Regions from separate parts of the Anser cygnoides genome. Here region 1 is linked to region 2. Evidence: chromatin contacts called from public Hi-C data. All regions are on one chromosome and are shown on one strand. Each heading gives the region's core, a stretch centred on a gene start, on an enhancer-like site or on the middle of the called end of the contact. The rest is flanking DNA. Distances are from core to core; before and after follow the strand shown.

Evidence for each region. A called contact is a pair of places that touch in the nucleus more often than the background predicts.
Region 1: a Hi-C map of fetal liver shows a contact between it and region 2, with 2.7 times the contacts expected there. The contact joins two enhancer-like sites. A contact is called at or near these places in 2 of 7 Hi-C or Micro-C datasets (fetal liver and liver).

What each region holds. Positions count from the first base shown.
Region 1 is chr9:20,083,529-20,086,314 of Taihu_goose_T2T_genome, forward strand. TBL1XR1 (TBL1X/Y related 1) reads left to right here. Exons shown (of 17, transcript XM_067002769.1): 3 at 537-604. The region is part of intron 1 of LOC125182254 (a long non-coding RNA gene); the gene reads right to left. Among named protein-coding and RNA genes, the nearest start is that of TBL1XR1, 73 kb to the left of the region's middle. Within about 2 kb of position 1,328, at least 1 of the 3 cell types and tissues checked has open chromatin away from gene starts, as enhancers often do. A contact at or near this core is called in fetal liver, where this site is marked.
Region 2 is chr9:19,785,147-19,787,846 of Taihu_goose_T2T_genome, forward strand. All of the region lies in intron 1 of LOC106032018 (a long non-coding RNA gene), which reads left to right. Among named protein-coding and RNA genes, the nearest start is that of KCNMB2, 21 kb to the left of the region's middle. Within about 2 kb of position 1,390, at least 1 of the 3 cell types and tissues checked has open chromatin away from gene starts, as enhancers often do. A contact at or near this core is called in fetal liver, where this site is marked.

The DNA of each region.
Region 1 (2,786 bases), core at 78-2,577, 300 kb after region 2:
TTTAATTTGTTTATTTTAAACTCAGATCCAGGATAGTCAATTCTGAAAAACACTGGATGGTTTGATTGTGGCCTTGTGATTCCTGTTTTTCATCTTGCTGTTGAAACGTTTTAGTTGTGTACTTCAGCTAGCACTGGAAAAGCTACCACATCGATACTTAGCAGTTTGTAAACTTTAATCTGGATTCTCATAAAGCTCCCAATTGTCAATATGAGCAGCCAAAAAGAACAGAAATTCCATTACAGCTAATGCTCTGTTCTGTGCTAGGGTTTTGTTTTCAGCTAAGGGTGAGAAGAGAGTGGAGTTGAAACTGTGCCTATAATTTTTTTTAACACATTCCATGTAAGTAATCCGAAGATGGTCTTTAATTTTTGTTCGTTTATTTTGTTATGTAAACATATGTTGTAATCCCTAGGAAACTGAATGTTGTTTTAATGCTTTCAGTAGAAAGACTGGTAGAAAAATAGCTTTTATCCTTTTTTCATCCATTAAAATAAATATTGATAGAAACTATCATAATATGGTTTGTGTTACAGGTGGTGTAATACCAAGGGCTGTACTGCTGCCACATCACAATATTGTGGGGTTTCAGAGAGTAGTTCTGGTAAGGACACTCAATGATTTATCTATTTATTTGTCATAAAAGTGGACTGATAATTTGGTACAATTTAGTATTAGTAATTACCGTTACATGCATTTACAGTATTTTTTAGGTATCAGTTTTTGCAGTCCACTGAATCTCTACATTAAGCCTTCTTTTACTCAACAGTATTTTAACAGCTCCTCTTGGAGCTGTTATTGTCTAATGTGTAAATCCATATTCATTTTATTGAGAGTTGTTACAATATAACGCATCAATTCACAGCATGGAAATATTAATAAATAGACCTTTTGACAAAACATCTTGTAAAAGCTATGTCTACTTGATACGTGGATCATTAGTGTGTATCAACAACAACAACAACAAAGGCAAAAGTTACTGGGGTTTCATTGTCGTATGGGTTTGGTGGTGTGTTTTATTTTTTCTTCTTCCAAGTACTAACGTCTTGGCTTCCTAACGGAAAATATGAGTATGTAGTTCAGAGGGCAAATACCCAGACCGTGTGCTGTTATCAGACTCTTTTTAAGTTTAATGTATAGTAATGATTTTGCAATTGTTTGCTTAAAATGTATGTAACTGTAATCCCTCTATCACTCCTCTAGACTTTGCATACTTTTCTTAAACGTACTTTCTTATCTTCAGTCTTCTCTGTCCTACATGGCTAGAGTTGCAAGGCAGACGAGATTACCTTACTTCTACTAAAGGGAAAATTCATTCTGAACCCGTCTAGCAACAGCAGTGCTTACGCATTGTGCAAGAGCACAATCGAGTATTTGTTCTTTCAGCAGCAGCTAGCTGATACTGCGTTTGTATCTGTAGAATTGTTAATATATGCTGTAATTTAACAAATGGCTTGTGGGTGTAGCAGATGTCTTTTCTTTCTTTTTTCTTTTTTAAATCACTGTCCCTGAAAGTTTTTTAGCAAGCCCTCCTTGTGTACTATCTTAGGTCTATAGAGGGCACTCAAAGACAGAGGGAGTTGGTTTTAAAAAGCCTTATCTGGCAAGTAGGCCCCCACAACCTAGAAAAGGAAATTGCTGACTGTTCTTTATGGCCTTGCTCTTGCAAGGTACTATTGTACTGGCTGTGCTCCAACAAATCACTTAAGCAATTGAAGTCAACGGGACTGTAACAAGTTTGAAATATTCTTCTGGATTAATCCATAGCTCCTTATACTTTCACAAGTTCCTTTCCATCTTCTAAAAACAAGATGGGGTACACACAAATTTCCTAATGGGATTCCCTAGTCAACCTAAGAAACTAGTAGTAGGTCCAGCTGTGTTGGTTGCCATTAGAAGATGCAAGTGAATGGGTGTAAAGACTGAAATTATTTTCCCTGTTGTCATTGCGTTAGGGTGGTACAGCTAAAATATTTGGGCATGGTAGTATTCACAGTGTGTGTTTTCCAGCCTTATAGGTAGATAATACCTTGAGCATGCCTAAATAACGCATGTAGACTTGAATTTGTTTCTAAATCTTGGAGTGGAAGAAAAATAGGCTTTCAGATTTATTCTAGAGAAATGGCATCATGAAGGTTTGAGTAGCGTTACTCAATATTAAAAGGCAATTCTGTAAAGTAAAAACATCTCAGCTTTATAAATATTGTAAGAAAAGATGATGGGAGCTCTTTGGAGTCTGAAAAATACAGAGAATTTTTCAAAATGTTGCGAGCAATTTGTGCAGTCCTTATTAAAGTATAATGTAATCTGACAAAGTCACGGACTTCTTCACCTCTATCATCTCTTTATTTTCAAATAACACTCCTATTACTGGAAATGGGTGAGCAGAATTTTTCACGTATAGAACCTGTGATTCCTGTGCTGGAGGTGAGGTAAAGATAATCTAGCAGAGCGGGTTTCTTTTTTTCAAAAGCGGTCCTACCAAGTTTCTTTAAATCTGAACTAGCAGTAGTTAATGTGGTAGCTTAATTCTGCAAAAGATAGCATAGAGGTCACTTGTGGGACAACTTGAAGACAATTTCACTGCAGCTGCTTATGTAATAGTAGCCTCCAGTTATAAGCCATGATACATTTCCATCTCTGCTGATGTTTAACTCTTCCGAGAGGAACTGTTTTCTCTAAACAAAACATGAAACCATGATCATGTTTCTAACTACACCAGCAGAGGAGACTGTTTAATTCAAAATACCGCCTTTTAATGGAGGGGGGAGTACTTATCATGTAGA
Region 2 (2,700 bases), core at 140-2,639:
TAGCTCAGACAAAGGAAAACAGGAAACAGAAATCAAAGAAAACTCTGAGCATAAAATGTTGTATATTGCCCCATGACTGCTTGCAACAGAGGATGTGTAGCTCAGATTTTAAAATATTGCAACCTCCAGGTTACTTTGAAAAGTGAAAATGAGAGTAAATATCAGATTCTGTGTGAAGTATTGCTAATCCATTCAGCTATCTGAATCTTATATCTTCTAGTCTTCAGGATGTGAATTGAAAAGTAAGACACAAGGTGTTGTGTAGAGTTATTTTGAGACTCTTGGAACTGCTCACAGAGGCCGTGGTATGGCCAGATCCTTATTGCACCCTATTTGTTGCCCAGGTCCAGCTCAGCCTTTGGGGTTGTGCTCCCCCAGAGCCTTGTTCTTGGCACCCTTCCTGAGGGCAGGCAGCTCGTGGTAGTCCTCATCTGCCTTTCTGCTTCTCATAGGCAGTCAGCCGATTTGTCAGGTGTGCGGCACTTCTTACTCTAGAGGTCAGTATAATGTTAGGAATGGAACTGGTGCATACCCAGTTCCTTTTCCCTGATGAGATGTTCCAGAGTGAACTCTAAATTATACTGCTTCCAATATAAGATGGAAGAGAAATTTCATACTGGGGAAATGTACTTGTAAAAGCACAACAGCCAATATGGGAAGCTCAGAGGGCGTTAAAGAAAACAATCATTGAGCCTCTTTGTTGAATGGAAGTTATGAATGCACTAGTAGTAATTTTCTGAAGCCATAGACAATAACATAATGTGAGTGGGTGATGGAAGAAATTACATAGGGTGAAATTTAGAGAGCTGACAGCAGCCTATGCATCACTTAAGACCTATTTCTGAGGGCTTAATTGCGGCTTAAATAGCACACAGGCCTCGTGCTCATCTTCTGCATAGAAACAAATTCCATCTAGAATGAGCACCGTGAGCAGAACATGGAAAATGTAATCTGATCAGCTGTAAAACTCCGGCTTTGGGGAAAGGGTGCTCTGTACTGAGAACAGATGTGGGCAATGCAGATTTATGTTGTAGCACGCACACTATAAAGGTCTAATGCTGTGTTTTGCCATCGGATGCACTGATGTTAGTCCAAAGAGATACCATGAGAATATCAATCTTTAAACAAATGGGAAAACTGAGTAATGAGCACACCCCAGGACTCTGGGGTAATCTACTCCATTTGTGAGCTATGTGGCTGATAATACTAAAAGCAATTCCACTTGTAAGTGCTTCAGAGGCATTTATATTATTTTGGGCGGCTGTCTATGAATATTCAGACTTAGTGGTAGGAAGGCTTATAAAAATTTTCAGCTTGGTTGTATGGCTGTGTAAGAGGAATCAGGACTGGACAGTCATGTATTTGCTACAAAATGGTTGCATGCTAGTTCAGTAAGAGAGGAGCCAGAGCTCTGCACGAACTCCCTGAGAGAGATCAAGCTGGAAAGCCACTTTGCATAGTGCATATTGAACACTTTTCAGTCAGTTCCCAGAATGCTTAAAAAAAAAAAGGTATGGTGGGCAGAATTAAAGCTGAACCCACTGAACTCTTCCTTATCTTTACATGCTTGGATTTCTTGTAATATTTAACTTTTTCTTTGCATTTCCTGGACTTAGGATTCTTAGTTCTGAGACGATCAATATTCCCTTGTAATGTATTTTGACATATGTTCCCGATAAGCGTTTTCAACTCGAAGTCCTAACAAAGGTTATTTTTGTCAGGAAAGAAAAAGTAAATTGGAGTAGTCTCCTTATGGCCATTTTGAAAGGAGAAACAGAGACAAAATATTAGGACTATACTAACAGTGCTTCTCAAAACACAAAGCTCAATGAATTTAACTATTTTCTTCTTAATTGAGAGGCAACCTGCAAATCATTGCTGTGCTCTGGAAAGAGATGTGTTATTCAGATGCCTGTTAAATAGTCTGCATGAATTCTGTTCCGGTTCAGGGTTTGTGCACAAACCATTCACAAATTGTCTACTTCTATTATTCACAGTGTGTGATTAGGCATGTGGTATATTTTCTGCTCTCCGACTTAATGACTGAAACATTTTGACAGGGAATAGTAAATGGTGAATGACAACCAGTAAACAACATACAACTTGAGGCACTTGCAAACACTTTCAAAAATATTAACAATCAGAAGAACAATGATTCACATCTCCATCGCTCAGTTACAGATGTATTTAAGTCCAGATGTATTTGCCCAGCTCTGGGAAGCTTGCAAGTAAAATCATTTGCAATGAATGATGTATCTTTGACTCGATTCAAGCCTTACGTTGCTTGTAAGTAGTCTAATTCTGGAAGTTGCCCACAAAGGAGCAAATTCCGATTTCCATATCAGTATGATTAACTAAAGTAACACGTCTGTCCTCCAGCAGGACTGTTGGTGCAGAGATAGGTGCCATACTCTTGTTTGGGATATAAGCATGGTGCTAAAGTCAATTTAACGGTCTACGTTAATGGTAGAAATGCTACATCTCAGAGGTAAGACCAAGTTATGTTCATTTAAAGATATCCTGATATTTTTCTTCCAGTATAAAAATTATCCTAGCTTTAGTTGATAAACTTCAGTCTCTGTTTCCATGCAAAACCAATTGCATTTCTTCGCTTCTTCAGCTTGGCAATCGAAAAACAACCCTATTCCAATCCAGAAGGCTTTGAAATGGTGGATTGTGTGTTTCTCACACAGAATGTGT